Regions from separate parts of the Danio rerio genome. Here region 2 is linked to region 1. The links are chromatin contacts, called in public HiChIP or PLAC-seq maps. All regions are on one chromosome and are shown on one strand. The core of a region is the stretch at or near the end of the contact, and the rest is flanking DNA. Distances in the headings are between cores, read along the strand shown.

Region 1 (5,000 bases), core at 1,768-4,267:
TGTGTGTGTGCGTGTGTGTGTGTGTGTGTGTGTGTGTATCGGCATGTGCATTTAAGTATGTGTGTGTGTGTGTGTGTTTGAATGTTTGTTTTTGCCTTTGTGTTTACACTGGTGTGTGTGTGTGTGTGTGTGTGCATGTTTATACTCATGCTTGTGTTCTCTAATGTAATGTAATGTGTGTGTGTGTGTGTGTGTGTGTGTGTGTGTGTGTGTGTGTGTGTGTGTGTGTGTGCATTTCTGTTTATGTATGTGTTCTCTAGTGTGTGTTTGTGTGTGTGTGTGTGTATCGGCATGTGCATTTAAGTATGTGTGTGTGTGTTTGAATGTTTGTTTTTGCCTTTGTGTTTACACTGGCATGTGTGTGTGTGTGCTTACTTGCTTGTGTGTGTGTGTGTGTGTGTGTGTACTTCTGTATGCGCGTTTATGCATGTGTACATGTGTATAGTCATGCCCAATTGTGTCTTTATGAGTGTTTTTTGTGTGCATTTGTTTGCATGAATGTGTGTCTGTTCATTTGCGCTTGTGTGTTCTGTTTATGCGTGTGCGTGTGTTTGTTTGTGCTTGTTTGTGTATGTGTATGCTTGCATGTGTGTTTGTGTGTTTACTTGTGTGAGGTCATATATATATATATATATATATATATATATATATATATATATATATATATATATATATATATATATATATATATATATATATGTACACACACACACATATATATATATATATATATATATATATATATATATATATATATATATATATATATATATATATATATATATATATATACATGTGTGTGTGTTTGTGTACACATGCATGTTCATTTGTGTGTGCGTATAATTGCATTTGTGTGTGTGTACACTTGGTTGTGATCATGTGATGTTGTGTGTGCTTATGTTTGTGTCAGTGTGTGTAGGCATGTGCATTTGTGTGTGTGCGCGCGCATTAATGTTCATGTATGTGTTCTCTAATGTAGTTTGTGTGTGTGTGCGTGTGTTTGTAACTCTGTATGCACACACGGCATAAGATCATATGTTTCCAGCAAATAATGAGTCATGTGACGTGTCCAGCAGTCAGAGAAGAATACATTAAAGCAAACGACATTAAAGCAGATTATCTTTTAATTGAATTGCAGGAATGAAGAGCTGCTGAACGCCAGAGCATTCTGCCACTGCTCTCTACTAGACCACTCTCACTCTCAGACTGAGACTTTCTGAAAGAAGATTCATCAGTGAAACCAACTAAAGACAGACAGACAGACAGACAGACAGACAGACAGACAGACAGACAGACAGACAGACAGACAGACAGACAGACAGACAGACAGACAGATAGATAGATAGATAGATAGATAGATAGATAGATAGATAGATAGATAGATAGATAGATAGATAGATAGATAGATAATTGATAGATTGATAGACGAATAGATGGATAGACTGACAGACTAACATATGGATAGATGGATAGACAGAGAGATGGATGGATAGACGGACCGAAATACAGACAAATAGATAGACCGATAGACAGACAGACAGACAGACAGACAGATAGTCTCGGCTGGGTCAGTTGGTATTTCTGTGTGGAGTTTGCATGTTCTCCCCGTGTTGGCGTGGGTTTCCTCCGGGTGCTCTGGTTTCCCCCACAGTCCAAACACATGCGCTATAGGGGAACTGATCAACTACACTGGCCGTAGTGTATGTGTGTGTGAATGCAAAAGTGTATGGGTGTTTCCCAGTGTTGGGTTGCAGCTGGAAGGGCATCTGCTGTGTAAAACATATGCTGAAAAAATTGGCAGTTCAGTCCACTGTGGCGATCCCTGATAAATACAGGGACTAAGAAGATCAAAGTAAATTGGACAGACAGACGGACAAGACGGACAATTTTCTTCTGTGTTCAGCTGCTTTGACACAATCTACATTGTAAAAGCGCTACACAATTAAAGCTGAATTGAAAACAAAAACACATAAGAAAATGGACGAGTGAGTGTTTATTGATTGATTGGTAAGGACAGGCAATACATCAGAAATACTGGCTTGTTTTGAACCACGATCTAAAAAATGCTGGGTTGTTTTAACCCAATGTTGGGTCAAATATGGACTACAAAGTGTAAATTAACTTTAATTGAATGGAAAAGAGGCGAGGCAGTGGCGCAGTAGGTAGTGCTGTCGCCTCACAGCAAGAAGGTTGCTGGGTCACAAGTTCGACCTCGGCTCAGTTGGCGTTTCTGTGTGGAGTTTGCATGTTCTCCCTGCCTTCGCGTGGATTTCCTCCGGGTGCTCCGGTTTCCCCCACAGTCCAAAGACATGCAGTACAGGTGAATTGGGTAGGCTAAATTGTCCATAGTGTATGAGTGTGTGTGTGGATGTTTCCCAGAGATGGGTTGCGGCTGGAAGGGCATACACTGCGTAAAAAAACTTGCTGGATAAGTTGGTGGTTCATTCTGCTGTGGTGACCCCGGATTAATAAAGGAACAAGAAAATGAAATTAATTGAATGGACAAGACCCATTTGATCCATATTTGACTGATCGTTGCAAATTTGGCTAAAATTTAGTTTGAAAGATTCATGAAAAACGTTTATACTGACCCAAATTTGGGTTGATTTATTGATTGATTGACTGATTTAAAAAAATACATAGAATATTCTTGCTTGTTCCACACTCTAAAGCCATTGGGTTTAAACGTGTCATTTAAATTAAATAGAAAGAAAATAACCCAATGCTTTTCTCTTCATATTTTTACTAAAATTGGGTCAATAGAAACCAGCATTTCTCAGACAGACAGACAGACAGACAGACAGACAGACAGACAGACAGACAGACAGACGGACGGACAGACAGACAGACAGTTCTCTCAGCGCGACACAGTGAAACAGTCAAAGCTCCCGCACACCCTCTACCGGAGAGCAGATCCGCCCGGTAATCCACAACTCACTCTGACGCCCGCCACACACACACACAGGCGCGCGCGCACGCACGCACACACACAGTCACACGCGCGCGTCTCCGGGAGCGCGGAGCAACACTTCCACAGGAGCCCGAGCAGAGCTGCTCCAGAAGCCGCCGCTGCTCAGAGTTCGGCCGGCGGGCACAGACCCACACCGGCTCCCGCACCGACACCGCCAGCATGGACAAACTTTTACCGCGCATCTCCGCCGCCTTGGCCGTCCTGCTGCTGTCCGCCAGCGCGCAGGTGTTCAAAGGTAAGATCAAGCGGATTAACCGGAGTTGCACCGGATCGCGTGATTGTTTGGAGTCTGGTAAAGTTTGATGGAATCACGGTAATCACGGGCTCCGGGCACGCGCGCGGGTTTAGAAACATCACCGCGAACCCGATGCTGGAAACACCGGAGCGGACATAGCGAAAGCACCTGTTTGTGAACTGAACAGCTCTGTGCTAAACAATGATGGGTTGTTTGGGTCGGATACGAACCCAGCGTTGGGTCAAATATGGACAGACCCAGCGCTGGAGTGTTTTATTTTCAATTTAAATTGCACTTTGGTTTGGTCTGTTTGTGGTTGAGCCAGCGTTGGGGTAACTTTACGAAAGCCCAGCATTTTAAGAGCGCAATGCTTGCTTTAAAAGAGAACTTTAACCAGTGTTGAGAGTGTGTGTGAGTCTGGGAATGTGGCCGTGTGTGTGTGTGTGATAATGATTTGCTTCACTCTTTATGGATTTGTCTAATGAAACACGCTGGATTGATTTATTAATGGAGGTAATGCGGCTCTCTCCAACTGACCGAAGGCATTATTTTCTTTATTTAAACTTTTCTCTTTCTGGAGATTCAGAAGATTGTTGTGCATTGTTTATTTTGCTTTCTTAGGATGGATGATCTCTCCATCACACTTGAGTAAGTACATGCATATGCACAAATAAAAACCGCTGGGGTGTTCATGAACCCTGCGTTGGCTCAAATATGGACAAACCCTGCAGTTGTGCTAAAAAATGCAGATGGATTTTAATTAAACAATTAACTCAATGGTCGAGTTTGTCCAGTTTATTTGAGAATGTAATATTTGCATTGCGTTCCACTCAAAGCGCTTTATAGTTGTGTTCGGGTCTGCTTGTGATGTAGAGATTCAGTGCACGCAATTTGGATGCAACTCATCAGTTGAAATGCAACTCAGATTCGCAGTCAGTGATTGTTTTGTAGCCCAAAGGGACGCGAAACGCACTTTAAAAGGGTTGTTTTAGCTGTGTGAGGGATAGATTTTCCTCTGTGCGCTCTAATAGGGGACATTAGTGACGTTTCAATCGATACGCGGATGCATAATGTACAGGCTGCGGTGTCACTGGGAGTTTTTAGCATTGCTTTATATGTGGAATTATTAGTTCAGTTGCATTACTTCTAGAGGATGATGTGCATTTAATCACATGTCCATTGCTCATGAGTGTGCTGTGTTTGGACATTGCAGTTCGGTTATACAACATTACAGTTAGTCATTGCATTTGTGCAAAACATTTTTCAAGTTTCCGTATGCTGTTTTTATACAGTGTGTGAAAGTGTGTGTTTGTGTGTGTGTGTGTGTGTGTGTGTGTGTGTGTGTGTGTGTGTTGCAGTTCCTCTGTTGTCCGGCAGGGGGCAGCATGGCTCACTCGCTGACTGTGTTTACGCAGGTTATGTACATCGAGGCTCTCTGATTTACATCACAGCTGCGCTGCTCTTTATTAAACACACACTTCTGTAACTCTGATCGGACACGTATATGAGCAGATCAATAGGATCGATCAGCTAGTTTCTTAAAGAGACAGTTCACCCAGAGATGAAAGTGTAGTCATCGTTTACTCGAGTGGATTCACACCTTATTCTTTTCCAAGCCTGTTTGAGTTTATTTTTCACAAATGAAGATATTTTGAAGAATGTTGGAAACTGGTAACCATTGACTCCCTTAGTAGGATTAAAAAACTATTATGGCTGTCATTGGCTTATGGCTATCATTTTAGGGTGACATGGGTAAACATTTAAAGCGATAAACGACTTCTGTCCTGGAATTAA
Region 2 (5,805 bases), core at 1,380-3,879, 340 kb after region 1:
TCATTATTAATAAGTCATAAGCGGGTATCTCAAGCCAGAGGGTGTATTAGACCAGGGGCCGGATTTTCATTCAGGATGTTTTAAAGGAATTCGATACCGCATGGCGAATGGAAAGAAAAACCTCTGTGATATACAGTGATATATATGCAAAGTCTATGTATGTTATAAAGTGTATGTGTGTGTGTGTGAGGAGGACAGCAGTGCGAGAGTGAGTCTGTAATCAGAGCCCGAGTCTGACATTCCACAGGGTTAACACTGCTTAAATATAACACACACACACACACCAGCAGCGGCCCAGAGAGGGAAAGAGCAAGCGTGTGTGAGAGAGAGAGAAAGAACGAGTGTGTAGATGGAGTTTATGTGTGTGTATATAAGTGTATGCATATTTGTGTGTGCTTTTGTAAGTTGTGTACATGTGTGTGTATGTGTTGTGTATATATATTGTTTGTGTGTGTGTGCGTGCGTGCGTGCGTGCGTGCGTGCGTGCGTGTGTGTGTGTGTGTGCGTGCGTGCGTGCGTGTATGTAGTGTTTATATCTATATTTACTAAATGTTGGCAGTAATCTCACATTAACAATGAGCAAAATATTAGTTACAGTTTATTAATCTTTCATAAATAAATATACAGCTGTTCACTGCAGTTCAGCTCCATTAAAATAATAATGATAATAATACTAATAATCCATTTTACAGAGGAAGTCAGAAGAGAAGAGAAATACAGGCCTGAATGAGGAATAAAATTAAGAAATATACAGTTGAAATTTACAAACTGTAAAAAAAGAAACACAACTATTGTTTTAAGTCCAAATTATTTACATTTGCTAAACGCCAGAATGAGAGAATTTTTACATAATTTCTAGACACACATTTACACACATTTCCTTGGTATTTCTTTAGCTTTGCGTTTAAACTGTATAACTAAAATCAGATGTTTTGGCTCTCCTTCCTTAAGCTTCTCACAATAGTTTGCAGGAGTTTTGGCCCATTCCTCCTGCAGAATTGCTGTAACTGAGTCAGATTTGTAGGCTGTCTTGCTCGCACAAGCTTTTTCAGCTCCGCCCACACATTCTCTATAGGATTGAGATCAGGGCTTTGTGATGGCCACTGCAAAACATTCACTCTGTTGTCCTTAAAGCACATGTTAACTCATTTGGCAGTGTGCTTAGGGTCATGGTCTGTCTGGAAGAGCCATTTGTGGCTGAGTTGTAATGTCCTGGCTGATGTGTTGAGATGTTGCTTCAGTATTTCTCCATGATGTTCTGTCTTCATGATGCCATCTATGCTGTGAAGTGGACCAGTCCCTCCTGCAGCAGAACAGCCCCACAACATGATGCTGCCGCCCCCATACTGCACAGTTGGGATGGTGTTCTAGGCTTGTGTGTTTCCCCTTTGTCCTCCAGATGTAACACTGCTCATTATGGCCAAACAGTTCAATCTTAGCTCCATCAGAGCACAGGACATGTCTCCACACATTAGTCTGTTCCCAGTGTCATTCAGCTAATGGAAATCTGGCTTTGTTGTTGATTGTGGCTTGTTGATTTTCTCATGTTGTCACAGAAGGAAGCAGTGTGTTTGAGCTTTTCCTTCAACACTATTCTACAGTTGTGCCTCACATTAACTCAAATGTTGTCAATTAGCCAATCAGAAACTTCCAAAACCCTGACATCATCATCTGAGCTTTTCCAGAGGCAGAATAATCTGATTGTGTGTAAACTTGACTTTCAACAAGAGTTAGAACAATTCCTCAACATATATCTCTAATTATTCTGCTATCAAGCAGAACAGAAACACATGTGATCATCCTCACTTACCTAAAAGAGAAAAAGTTTAGTCACATTAACATCTGACTTTTTTTAAATGGTCATTTGCCCTTTTATACAGTGTATGTAAACTTCTGCTTTCAGCTATATATTTAAAACTATAACATTTCTACAAATAAATCAATAAATAAACATCAACTCAACTCATTTTGCCATTTAAAATACTGCATTAACAAATACTCGTTAGTGTGCTAACAAGAATATTGCAATTTATACAGCCTGTACAGATTATTTAATACAGCACAAATACAGATTATTTATTAAAATATTTAAAAAGTGTAAGAATTACAAAATTCACTCTTACTGTATTTGCCACTTTTATATAATAATAATATAATAATAATAATAATAACATGTAATATATTTAATATTTATTCCTCGTATGCAAGTATTTAGCCTGACAATAACCAGATAATAGACAATAAATCCATAATAAAGGTGTAAATTACCAAGAATTATATAAGAATGCCATTTAGATTCGCCGTAAATCCCCTCTGATGTGCTCCAGCACACCACACATAATAATAATCTTTGATAAACATATTTGGATATTTTTGATTATGGTCATATTCCCAGTACTGGGTTGCAGCTGGAAGGGCATCCGCTACGTTAAACATATTCTGGATGAGTTGGTGGTTCATTCCACAGTGGCGACGCCAGACTTATAAAGGGACTAAGCCGAAAAGAAAATAAATAAATGAATGGATATGATCATCTTCAAGTTGGAACTTTCCTGCGCGCGTTTCCGTCTGGAGGCCTCGAGCGCGTTCACGGATGTGCGCATGCGTACTGCAGCGAGGGGAGGGAGGTAAACAAGATGGCGGCAGCCTTGAAGCAGCAGCAGCTGTGAAGAACAGAAGCGAGAAAACAGAGGAATAAAGAGCGAAAAAGAAGGAGAAGAACGACTGTGTGTCCGTCAGTGAGCCGAGCGGAGGAGGCCAGCGTCAGGTCAGTGTGTGTGCGCGTGTCTCTGTCTGTGTCCGTGTGTGTGTGTATGTGTGCATTAGCCGCCGCTAACCGCCGCCGACAAACACTTTCCTTCCATCGACACAAACACTCATACACACAAACACACACGCATATCTACATGTATACATACGCACACACATCGCGGCTGATCGATGATCCGCAGTTGATGGTCAGGTGATCAGATCAATAATCAATCAATTAATCAATCAGCTCATCTGATCTCCGGTTCTCCTCAGTTCTCGACCGTTTGATAGAGATCTGTGTTTGTGTATTCTGTGTGTGTCGTTGTGTTGTGTTTTCTCTCAGTGTGTGTTCTATTTTCTTGTGTGTAGTTTGTGTTAGTGTGTGTGTGTGAGATTGTAAAATCCTCTTTTGCAGTCTTTTATTGATATCCAGACTCATTAGACTGATCTTCATTCCTGTGTCGCTTCTATATCTCAGTCTAGATCGTATTAAAACATTGAAGAGAACTAAAATAAAGAATAAAGGAGCTGTAATATTTAAAATGGAACTAAAGTTTGTTTAATATTAGCACGTTTGTTCAGTGACTAGTTGTGACACGCTCCCTATATTGTTTACCATGATGCTTTGAATATTGGGTCTGAAATCAGACATAATTATGACCTCAAATCAACATTAGCACTATTTAACTGACTGTCAGCAATCTTGTTTTTCATCAGCTGAAAATGTGATTGTCCTTTTTTAGGATTTGCAAAGAAAACTTTTCTGAGATTATATTATTAAGGAGAAAGTCCAGAAGTGTGAAACTAACTTTCCCCCAGTATATTTAAATGCTGGAACTTATGAAGAGCTCATGCAAAATACAAATGTAATTTTGATCATTATTTTCAATCTCAATCAACAATTTTATATCTCAATGAAAAGCTTATGCAAATATGTTATACAAGCAATGTGTGACTGCTGGAGTCTCGGCTGGGTCAGTTGGTGTTTCTGTGTGGAGTTTGCATGTTCTCCATGTGTTGGAGTGGGTTTGCTCTGGTTTCCCCCACAGTCCAAACACATGCGCTATAGGGGAACTGATCAACTAAATTGGCCGTAGTGTATGAGTTTTTGTGTGTGTGAATGAGTGGGTCTGGGTGTTTCCCAGTACTGGGGTTTTTTACTGGTAATTTAAATTTAATTTGTTTGCACAAGAACAAAATAAGTAAATACAACAAATAAAAGTGCAATCCACACTGTGACAAGCCAAAAACATATTCAAAATGCTGTACAGTTGAAGCTAGAATTATTCGGCCAACCTTGGATTTGGAAATGGAAATATTTCACAAATTATGTTGAACAGATTGAGGAAATGTTCACAGTATGTCTGATAATATTTGTTCTTCTGGAGAAAGTGTGATTTGTTTTATTTCGGCTAGAATAAAAGCAGTTTTTAATTTTTTTAAAAACATTTTAAGGTCAATATTATTAGCCCCTTTAAGCTATTTATTTTGTTTCGAACAAACCGTCATTATACAATGACTTGCCTAATTACCCTAACTTTACCCTAATTACCCTAGTGAAGCCTTTACATGTCACTTTAAGCTGTATAGAAGTGTCTTGAAGAATATCTAGTCTAATATTATTTACTGTCATCATGACAAAGAGAAAATAAATCAGTTATTAGAGATGAGTTATTAACACTATTATGATTAGAAATGTGCTGAAAAAAATCTGCTCTCTGTTAAACAGAAATTAGGTAAAAAATAAAAAGGGGGCGAATAATTCTGAATTCAACTGTATGTGTTTGACTCTTCTAAAGCATAGAAATACCATAGTATGTTTGCAGATATTTAAGAAACATGCTAAATGAGCATGTTTTTCAGAGAAATAATTCAGCAGTCAGTTCTTCTGCTTTGAGAATGTGCTTTCAGTGTCAGAATATCTGTCTTTGCTTTCTCTGTAACTCTGCCCCACAGCCAGTTTTACAAGTTATATTTCAGCACTCCGGGTTGCCAGATGGTGGAAAAGTGTGCATTTCATTCATGAAGGCTGTCAATGTATCTGTGGGGGTCAGTCTTGCTTGCTGTTCCTTTTAAAGCTGCCTATTCTAAAGAAAGCAAAACAACTACAAAGCAAGAAAAAAAAAAAAAAAAAAAAAATATATATATATATATATATATATATATATATATATATATATATATATATATATATATATATATATATATATATATATATATATATATATATATATATATATGGGTGACACGGTGGCTCAGTGGTTAGCACTGTGGCCACACAGCAAGCCCGGCTGGGTCAGTTGGTGTTTCTGTGTGGAGTTTGCATGGTCTCTCCAGGTTGGCGTGGATCTGCTGTGTAAAACATGTGCTGGAATAGTTGGCGGTTCATTCTGCTGTGGCGAGTCCTAATTAATTAGGGACTAGGCATGGGACAATAACCGGTTTTAAGGTTTACCGCGGTTTTAAAAATTCAAGGTATAAAGCCGCTAAAACATTGTGTTATATCAGTCCTAAGGTATTTGTAGGTTTTGTTTTTCATGACTTTTATTGAGTTTTTTTAGGGCAACAGTAGAAAAGTAGCATCCACACCACAAGTTACTGGTCAGTATATGATTCAGTAAGCATCTAAAACACAAATCTCTTTTAAACCAACATCCAGCATGCTGAAGAGCTGAACAGTGCAGCGGCTTAAGCCTAGTTCACACTAGAGGATTTTAAGCCTGATTTGAGCCCGATTTGGAAGTTAACGAGCTCGCCGACAGATCGGGCTGTGATCGGGAAGAAATCTGCGGGTGCTCGGCGCTCGCCGCTCTTTATGTGTGAACTACTGAACAACGCATCAACGAGGCTCGCTGACGCGTCGCCGACACCTCGCCGACACCTCGCAGACGGAAATCCAACATTCAGCATGCTGAATATTCCAGAGCAGTCGGCCGACTCAACCCCACGTGTGGTTAGATGTAGTGACGAGCTGCAGCCAATGAGAGAGCAGATCAGCATGAGCAGAATGCCTGTGTGTTCAGGAGCTCAGCAGAAACATCTGTGATTGGTCAG

The links. HiChIP or PLAC-seq counts read pairs in DNA pulled down with a chosen protein or histone mark.
Region 2: an H3K4me3 HiChIP or PLAC-seq map of embryo shows a contact between it and region 1, with 7 times the contacts expected there. The contact joins the promoter of stk11 here to the promoter of LOC100334269 in region 1. A contact is called at or near these places in 1 of 18 Hi-C or Micro-C datasets (embryo) and 1 of 4 datasets of contacts at active chromatin or transcription factors (embryo).

The regions. Positions count from the first base shown.
Region 1 is chr2:62,722,501-62,727,500 of GRCz12tu, forward strand. LOC100334269 (receptor-type tyrosine-protein phosphatase mu) reads left to right here and starts at 3,018. Exons shown (of 32, transcript XM_073932254.1): 1 at 3,018-3,206. The coding sequence starts at 3,131.
Region 2 is chr2:63,067,241-63,073,045 of GRCz12tu, forward strand. stk11 (serine/threonine kinase 11) reads left to right here and starts at 2,630. Exons shown (of 11, transcript NM_001017839.1): 1 at 2,630-2,767.